Linked DNA regions of Rattus norvegicus: region 2 is linked to region 1. The links are chromatin contacts, called in public Hi-C maps. All regions are on one chromosome and are shown on one strand. Each heading gives the region's core, a stretch centred on a gene start, on an enhancer-like site or on the middle of the called end of the contact. The rest is flanking DNA. Distances are from core to core; before and after follow the strand shown. Region 1 overlaps Atp13a3 (ATPase 13A3). Region 2 has its middle 17 kb from the start of Cpn2.

Evidence for each region. A called contact is a pair of places that touch in the nucleus more often than the background predicts.
Region 2: a Hi-C map of liver shows a contact between it and region 1, with 3 times the contacts expected there. The contact joins two enhancer-like sites. A contact is called at or near these places in 6 of 12 Hi-C or Micro-C datasets (the A7r5 cell line, the Rat2 cell line, Schwann cells and 3 more).

What each region holds. Positions count from the first base shown.
Region 1 is chr11:83,886,814-83,891,740 of GRCr8, forward strand. It overlaps Atp13a3 (ATPase 13A3), which reads left to right. Exons shown (of 33, transcript NM_001109369.2): 3 at 4,504-4,604. The coding sequence starts at 4,554. Among named protein-coding and RNA genes, the nearest start is that of Atp13a3, 19 kb to the left of the region's middle. Within about 2 kb of position 1,953, at least 2 of the 93 cell types and tissues checked have an H3K27ac peak or open chromatin away from gene starts, as enhancers often do. A contact at or near this core is called in liver, where this site is marked.
Region 2 is chr11:84,005,422-84,010,348 of GRCr8, forward strand. No RefSeq gene overlaps it. Among named protein-coding and RNA genes, the nearest start is that of Cpn2, 17 kb to the left of the region's middle. Within about 2 kb of position 2,225, at least 4 of the 93 cell types and tissues checked have an H3K27ac peak or open chromatin away from gene starts, as enhancers often do. A contact at or near this core is called in liver, where this site is marked.

The sequences.
Region 1 (4,927 bases), core at 703-3,202:
TAGGAAGTGCAGGACCAGCCTGGGCTACATGGGAGTCTTCACAAAAGAAAACAAAACATAATACTTAAAATTGCTTTGCTTCAAGTTTTACTTAAGTTACTGATGACTCTGTAAAGCTCCTTGTGAAATTAATCCTTTGGGAATTCTAGGCAGGTTTAAAATTTTTCATTTTATTTTGCGATAGCCTCAGACTGACCTTGAACTCATTATTCTACCTCAGTCTCCTGAATGCTGAGATTACAGATGTATACACCACATTTGACTCAGATGAACTATTGCAGTATTTTGCTCATGGAAAGCAAAGATGTCTATGATGTTCTCTGCAAGTTGATGCCAGTTTGTCTTGTTTGAGAAAATAAGCTCTCATCAACTTCTAGAACAGGCTAAAGACTAATTTCAGTAGTTCTTACTATGGAATCTGCGGGAGAGTAAGCATTATATTAAAACTCAGTGACTTTTATTTCGGATAGCTTCACTTTGTCCTCCCCTGCATTTTATTCTCCTGATGAAGTAAATCCATTTCATTATAAATTCAAGGAAGGGTTTGGTTAAGGACAATAGCCTAGCCCTTTACTGTTAGATAACATCGGGATTCAGGCGTGCACTGTAGGCCGGAACCTGTGTGTGCTGGCAGGAGAGGATTTATTCAAATAGGAGTTCTGCCAGTGGCAAAGAACAGAAGGGCATATCTTCTAAAACCAATTTAAAGTTGCTGAATTAAAAAGTCCTAAATTTTAATATCATAACATCTTTAAAGCAATTTAAACAGAACCAGTATTTGGTATAAAATTCTAATGTTTGTGTGGATTTTTATGGTTTTATTTTATATGAAGAGCCAGCTTTTGAAAGCTGATGCGTCAGGATCGGAGAAGAGCAATGGTATAATGCTATTGGTAAGAAAAAATTCTTTTTCTGTGATGTAGAAATTGACTTGATTGAAGAAAAAATGCAGGCCACCTTTTCAAAGCTTGTTAATGCTTCACATGTCTTAGATGTGTGAAAAACACATTTAACATGCAACTTGGTTACATTTGTGTGTATGTATATATGTATATATGTGTATTTTTTAGTTTAAAGGAAACTTTATTGGGACCTGGTGAAGGGGGCAGACAGAGAAAGGTGACAGAGAAGGACAGAAAGAGAGGAGAAAGAGGGGAAGAGGAAGAGGACATTTGTATTTTTAAGACTTTTTTATTGTTCATTGTCTTTATGGAGTCCTTGTAATGTTAAAGGTTTATTTATATAAGCACTTACGTTTAGTTATCCGTTTACAATCTGTATGTTTTAGATGTAAGCACAAGCACAGTTGGGTTATGAGTTTTCCAAGTGTATTTGAAGGGTTTAATTCTTGGTAATTTCTTGTGAGGTGTATGATATATTTAAAGTTAATGAGATAGCTTCAGACTGTGGATTATTTTTTAGAACAATTTTATATTTAAATTAATTTTATCACTTTGCTAACTTTAGTAGAATTTGTTAAGCTGTTACTTTTGTCTTAAAGCAGTTGACTCATAGAGAAGTAATTCTGTATAAGGAGCTGCAGTATACTGTGGTCAGTGATTGCTGAGGAAGATTTAAGTATCGGTTGTCCTGCCCACTAAATCACCACATGATAACTCAAATAATTGGAGTATTCCTTGCTACGTTCTTTTAACTGTTTAAGATTTTGGGAATAAACTCAATGTTAAAATAAGGTCAACTTGTTAAGGAAATTTAGGGAAATATTTTTAAAATAGTAAACAGGCTCAATGAGAGCATTGAATTTTAATGGCAATTTCAGCTAGTCATACTGGTTCATTTCTTTATAATCCCACAAAAGAGGGAAAGGAGAGATAGGATGAAAAAGGGGGGTGAGATCAAAAACTTGGGCCATTGGTCTGCACTGTAAGCTCCAGGCCAGCCGGGGAAGAGGTTAGAACTGATCATTTAAATGTTACTGGCCATTGGAATTTGTTATGTAACTGCCAGGACTTTGCCAGGGACTAAAGTCTGAAGTGCTTAATCATTTGTATAAAGTGGTAGGCTATTTGCATTTTAACCTATGTGTATTCCTTTGCTATTCATGACAAGAAAAAAGGGTATTTGTTTAGTACTAGTGCTTTGTCTTCCCAAATATTTGTTCAACCTGGTTGGTTAAATTCTCTGGAAGTCTTCTGGGGAAACAGATGCAGTTTGGTGGGAGAACACTTAGTTATCACATACACTTCCCTAGCCAGGCCCTCCATACATTTCTCCAGCCCCTCAGAAATAATGCAAGCTGGTTCTGCAGTGGCAGTGACATGCCAGTTGTTGACCCTCTACTACTTACGATCATAAACCTCAGTATGCTTCATTAATCCATACCTCCTGCAGTTTTGATATATAATAATTTAATTTCTGAGAGAAATACTCTTTTTTTTCATCCCTTAGTGTTAGGGGAGTCTTACTCATCTACTTTGGTCTAAAAGGCTTTACAGAAGAAATAAATTCACTGTAAAGCATCAAGCAGCAGCCAGGAAACCAAGCTCACAGCATTTGGGTGTGGGTGTGGGAGTGGGTGTGGGAGTGGGAGTGGGAGTGGGTGCGGGAGTGGGAGTGGGTGCGGGAGTGGGGGGTGGCTGTGGGGGGTGGGTGTGGGGGTGTGGGGGAAAGGAAGGGTCAAGTAGCTCAGTCTGCTCATTCATGATTCCTGCCTCTGCCTCCGGGATGCTGGGGTCATAGGTGTGTACCAGCAAGTCCAGACCTTAAGAGATTGTGTACCTAAGAAATACACACACAATAGTAACTCCTAACACATTTTATTAGGATAACACTTAACCAACCCTGTATGACTCCAGGCACACTGAGCAGTCCTCTGATTGTTCCTTCCTCTATGTTCTTTCACCCTATGTCTAGGGTGAAAACTCACTGAGTTCACTGACAACTAGCCAAAGAGATTACTTAAAAGGGGAGAGGAAGAGATTACTAAAGAGATTTGTAAACTGTAAAGCACGGCCACTTTTCTTGCCAAGGTAATAGAAATTAAAGTTTCAATTTGGCCAGGTGGTGGTATAAAATCCCAGCACAGAGGCCAGCCAGGGCTACACAGAGAAACCCTGTCTCAAAAGACCAAAACCAAAGCAGACAAAAAACAACAACAACAAAAAATTAAAGTTTGTTATTGAGACAGTCTTACTATGTAACTCCAGTTGTCCCGGAGGTCACTGTGTGACATCGTGTGGCATGCTGGCCTTGGTTTTACAGATGTGCTCACACCTTCCAAGTGCTGGGCTGAGATTATAAAGTTATGAGCTATAACACCTGGTGTATACTAAAAGGTTTTGTTTTTGTTTTTAGGATAACTTATTCTTTGATAATTTCATGTCCATGTCTACTGTGTATGGATTTTAACATACCCGTCCTTTCTCTCTTCCCCATTGTCTTCTCTCCCACTTCAGAGCACGTTCTCTCAGCAAGCCTTTCTGCTTTCATGTACTTTTTCTGTTTTGCTATTATCCACTGAGTTTAATTAGGGTTGATCAGGTAACTTAGTAATGGCCATTCAACTGAAGAAATGGACTCTCTTCACCTAACAGCCATTAGCTGCCAATAGATCCTCAGGGATGGATGGGGGTCTCATGACTCTCTGTCCATGAGGAAATATCGATGGGATTTGCTACTGGGAGTTAGTTAGTGAGTACAGCTGTCATGTCATGTGTTGTGGACAGTATTTCATACTTTTGTTTGTTTCTCTTTTTTTTTCCAGCCCCCTATAATTTCGTGGTGTTCTTTCAGCCTTGGAGTGGGTGAAATAGTTGTCCTAAGTGTTTAGGGCTGGAGCTCTCAACATTTATTCTACCAGTTATGTATTGCTTTGCTAACTGCAGATGTTTCTCTGTCCAAGAAAACAATTGGAGGTAGTTTGAACAAAACAAGAATAATAGGTTCATTACTAAAGGGTCTGAAACTTCCCCAGACATGGGCTTTAGACAGATTTACAGGTCAAAGCATGCTTTCCATCCTGTGTGTGGAACGAGTCCCAAATCCAATCAGTGGTTGGTTATGTACGTAACAGTCATGACCCTATTAGATTTTGTGAGGATGTTTTACGTGACAGGTTGGTATTGTAGTGCAGAGTGTATATCTGGGTTTTGACCGTTGATGGTTTTCTCCAGTAGCAGTTTGCACAGCACCTTTTGGTAGTAGGAAAGCTACTCACCGGGGACTGTTTCTAACTCAGTTCCAACTTGATTTCTCCATGAGTGGTGCCATCAGCAGTGGGGTTTTAGCATCTAGTTCTGTTGGTGTCCAAGATCTGTTTTTAAAGAAAGCCAACATTTGTTTCTTTTTTTTTTTAAATTAAAGATATATTATGTGAGTACACTGTCACTGTCTTCAGACACCAGTAGAGGGCATCAGCTCTTGTTACAGATGGTTGTGAGCCACCATGTGGTTGCTGGGAATTGAACTCAGGACCTGTGGAGGAGCAGTCGGTGTTAACTGCTGAGCCGTCTCTAGCCCCAACATTTGTTTCTTTTCTTGCAGTTCTCTTCACCTGTTGAGTGAAGCACCGTACCTTTCAAGCCACTGTAGAGATGGACAAAGAAGAGAGGACGATTATCAACAAGGGACAAGAAGATGAAATGGTAGCCAACTTTCGTAATTTTCTGGGGAATAAAAGGATACAATTAAAGGAAAACCAACATAGACTGGGGGGGTACCACAGTGGTGGCGTGTTTGTCCACCTAATGTGTCGGCGCCAGCACCGACACGGTACCGAGAATCGGGCGAAAGCCTACGGGATGAAAGAAACATGCACACAACACACACAGGTTATGTGTCAAGCCAGGAGAGGAAGAGAGGACGAGAGGACAAGAGGGAGAGAGGGAGGGAGGGAGGGAGGGAGAGAGGGGGGGGGGAAGAGTGAGAGAGAGAGAGAGAGAGTGGAAGAGTGATAATCTCCTGTAGC
Region 2 (4,927 bases), core at 975-3,474, 120 kb after region 1:
GGAGTTACAGGCTATCACGAGTCACCTGAAATGGGCCCTAAGAACAGAACCTGGGTCTTCTGGGAAAGTAACTCGTGCTCTTAACCACTGAGCCCTGTCGACAGCCACCAAGAATTGAGTGGTTTTGGGTTTGGGGTTTTATGTTTGTTTGTTTGTTTGTTTTTATGATTCTGTACTAGAAATCGGAGCACTGCCCTCCCCCCCACCCGCCTTTAGAACTTCTGACATTTATTAACTTATGCCCTCTTACTGGGTCTGCTTCGTCATCTGTGCGACAGAGAGGTCGGAGGAACCCCAGAACCATCTATCCCTTAAAAAACGAACACAGAGAATACCAGAGACGGGTGCTGCGGCTTGTGAGTATTTTGTTTGCCTAGCACGGTTGAGGTCCTAGCACTAAAATATAAACGGGCCCCAAACATTAGCTGAGCACAGGGATGTATACCAATAGTCCTGACTACTCAGGGAGCTGAGGCAGGAGGATCACTTGGCCCAGAAAAGTCTCACTTGGGCAAAATAGGGAGAATCCATTGCAAAATAAAATAAAAAGGCCAGGGCTGGAGAGGTGGCTCAGTGGTTAAGAACACCGACTGCTCTTCCAGAGGTCCTGAGTTCAATTCCCAGCAACCACATGGTGACTCACAACCATCTGTAATGGGATCTGATGCCCTCTTCTGGTGCCATTGTTCTCATATACATAAAATAAATAGTTAAAAAAAAAAAAGTCCAGGAACAAGCAAGATAAGGTGTCTGGGCTTCATCTTCTGAGATTCTGACTAAAATTACTTTGGGAGGTGGCAAAGATGTCACCCTCTAAAATAAACAGCAAATATTCACTCTTCATGATTCTAACCCACAGCCAGGGGTGAGAACAAGGTTCGGCTTGTCTAGGCGCCACCCAGATTTGTGCCCAACAGTGCCATTTGCATCCTAAGCCAGGGCTGTGCTGTGAATGCTGGCTTCACGGGACCTACCCAGTATAACACGGTATATGGATCTTTGATCGAATCAAGCCACAAACAGCATAGAAGACCATGTCTTATATTCTTTTTTTCCCCTTGTCCTTGTGGAGCGCCCCCTGTTGGCACACAGGATTCCTTCGCAGGAGTCTTTTGACACTGCAGGTTGGTGACTTCCTGTCATCTGCTAGCAGGGGAACTCTGGGCAGCCGGCTAAGCTGTGTCTCCTTATCAACAGTTCAATATTTCACAGCACACCAAGACAGCAGAGTAAGATGGGTTTCCAAAGAGTGATTGTATTACTACTACTACTACTACTACTACTACTACTACTACTACTACTACTACTACTTACTACTATTCCCTTTAAAATGATGTTTTGGTCAGTGATGGGCGGCGTACATAGACTGCCTCATAAGATAATAACAGGCGTGAAGAATTCTTACCTTCTAGCAACATGGTAACCATTCAAACATCAGAGGACCTTACTCACCATTTTCTGGGGGATCTACTGTAAACAATGCCACTGTCATCAAAGAATAACATATGCAATTATAGACAGCATGCTCTACCTACCATGAGTGACTAATATATTCTTGTGCCTGTTTATTTACCATCATTCAGAGTGGATTTCTTCATGTCTGAGAAACATGTACAGAGATGTAGACTGCCTGTCTAGTAGGTGGAGAGACCTTGGATGGTGTCCCTGAGACCCTAAAGAAGGCAAAACAAAATGTTTACTGTTCAGCACCTTGCTTTAGGCTTTGGCATCCAAGTACATCTCATGCTGCCCACTCTCTTGATCGCATGAGACCATTTAGAGGGGCTGACCCGTACACCTGAGTTGGAGTCATTGCAACAGAAACCCTGACAGAACCTCCTCACATTATAAGAATGTGTGATACGACACGACTGTATTTCTAAGGAATTGGGTGTGAATGGAGAAAGGGTTGGACAAATGCTGGTCACCTGTTTGGCTATCGCTTTGTTTTACCTGCTCTGCTTGGCTTGTCTCCTGACAATGTGGACACTGCTGTTTCTTTTTCGTGATTGCGTACTTGGGCATAAGGGAAATGTACTTTTCTAAATCTTGCGGTGCAGATGTTGCACGGTGCGGTTACAGAGTAGAGAACCAAGCACTGTACAAATACCACTGTGAATTATTTCCCGGGTCTCAGCTAGCTTCTGAGGCACATCTGGTTGAGCCCTGCAGATGTTAGGATCCTGGTCTCGGCGCGCCCCCTTGTGGCCGATTGGTAGAACGGCTTTCTGCGGTGGCCGTGACGCCTCGTCCGGGCCGCACAGCCGCAGTGCCAGGTCCTGTCCGTGCCCACACGCCCAGGAACGGAATTGGTAATTGGGAGGTCAGCCTGATGTCAGCGAGGCCGGTCTGGCACAAAGCTGACCTGTTGCTCCCCTCCCACGATGCCCAAAGGTGCCGCTAGACACCGCTATGGTGTCAATCCAGTCAACAGTCATTACTGCCTACGTCTACTGCTGGAGTCTGAGTGCATGGATGTCTGCTTCAGAGTTCCTGGACCGCCAGAGCTTGCGGGAAGAAGCAGGTTTTGTCTCTTTAGAACTATAGTGGTTGTTCATCTTTTGTAAAATAATTTCCTCTTGGCAAAATAACAGCCTGTATTTTGGAATCTTAATTTGAATATAAACAGAGAGCCGTTTCTTTTATATCTCCCTTTACGTATTGTAAGCAGGCACACCTGTCTTCAGGCCCTTTAAGGCCCGCGTGCCAGAGCAGCGGCTCTCAACCTTCCTAATGCTTTAACACAGTCCCCTCATGTTGTGGTGACCCCCAACCATAAAATTATTTCATTGCTACTTCATAATTCTAATTTGGCTACTGTTATGAATCATAATGTAAATATCTGATTTGCAGGACGGTCCTTGGAGATCCTTGTGAAAGCATCGTTTGACTCTCTCCCCCAAAGGGGTCCCCACTGCAGGTAGAGACTTAGTCCTCAGCCCTGCAATGTCAGGAGGTGACAGAGACATTACAGGGTTAGCCTTCCTCTCAGGCACTGCCTGGGAGGGCATCCCTGGAGGGAGATGCTTCTTCACGGCTGTGAGAGAGCTGGTGCCACATCTGCTTTGGAACAAGAGCCCACTCCCCTGGAGGCCCGGGGTGCAGAGCTCTCTAGAACCTTTTCTTGACGTGGTGGCTGCTGAAGGGTTCTGACTAACTTGCTGGCCTTCGGAGTGGCAGAATGAGCCAGGGGCTCATTGTTCAATGGCTCTGTGAGTAAGAGAACTTGACTAGTACAGATGTTTCTGTCTCACCCAAGGAACCAGCGTTCTGCCTGGCATGTGCACTTGGCTGAGAGTGCTGTTTGGCTGGAAGAAGCATCTAAGTTTGATCCCATGGAAGAAGCCAGATGGTGATAAGCACTGGTCATCCCAGGACTCCTGCAGCGAAATGGGAGGCAGGGAGCTATCGAGTCAGAACGTGCACAATGACAGAAATAAGATTGAGCTGTGGTCATTGGCTCCTGAAGCTTGTCTCCTAACCACTACGCCACGCCATGGCATGTGCATATCCACACGCAAAAGAACATTTCAAATACCAGTGAAAGACAGACAGGAACGAAGGGAGGGACAGAGGGAGGGAGGGAGGGAGGGAGGGAGGGAGGAAGGAAGGAAGGAAGGAATAAAGGAAGGAAGGAAGGAAAGCCTTTCAGAGCTTTTCCTAAGTGGAAAGCACCCCCACCAGAGAGTTCAGCATGTTCCAGCTCCCTAGGATTCTAAGCAACCCCCTGTACCCTGTTGAATTGAGCATATGAGGCAACAGGACCACTGTCTGTTCCCTTCCCCACCCCTCCCCAGTGGAAGCAGTCTCCCTGGGACTGTCCATCCTATCTATGCCTTCTTTGGAACCCTCAAGCACACTGTCGAGTCGCTCCTGGGCCAGTCCAGCTGGACGCTCTCTGAGAGCAGGCATCCAGGGAGAACAGCTCTCTACCCTGCCAGATTCCCATCCACCGTGCAGCTGATCAACTCTCACAACTGGAGCTCAGCTCTGCCTTAGAGAATCTTGACCCTCAGAGGGTTTGGGATACTCCTGGATTCCCGCCTAGAGGCCAGTTAAAGCCTCTGCTTACAGGGCGGAGCCCTTCTTGCTCGCACAGAACCTAAGAATTTCCCCTGGGACTCACTAAGGGGTTAAGTGGTCTCATGGGCCTGCGACATCCATCCAGGGCTCTCGGCTCTGCTTTGTTGTCTGGGAACCTCCAAGGGCTTCTGCTTGGATGCAGACGTCAGCGTCCCACTGACATCCTCTGTGCCAGCACTCATGTGGTTTTGGCCCTAGTCTTGCTTATTATAGCTAACCTGAGCTGTCACCCTCAGGAGTACCAAAAGGGTCACTAGATGCGCCCGGCCTCCAGATCATGTTAACAACTAGCCGACCTCCAGCCTCTCTCCAGACAATAGCTCCCCACCCCCCATCACCATCTACTTAGCTTGTTGCATCCTTCCAACCACACACCAGTGACCAAGCTTTGCACGGACACCTCAGCTCTCTTATCATCTGTTGCCCAAAGACCTTGGGACCTTCCCGACCATGGCATTGGCATGGAGTCCAGAGCTATGGTGGAATGGGATACCCTGGGCTGGTCTCTCTCCAGCAGGAGCACACAGCTACCCTGTATCGTTCCACTCATGCATCAGGGAATCCCCATTCCCTTTCTGTCCTGGGGAGGTCTTTGCAGTAGCTTCTTCCTCTCTCCTGGGTAAAACTTCCCACAGTAAATCTATATGCGACTGCACAATGACCGCTTGGAAGACAGTTTGACCAGTTGGTCATTCTTCCCTCCCCCACTCCCAGGACTCTGCGACAGGTGACCATGAATCTGCCTACTGGCATCTATTCTTTTTTTTGGTTCTTTTTTTCAGAGCTGGGGACCGAACCCAGGGCCTTGCGCTTCCTAGGCAAGCGCTCTACCACTGAACTAAAT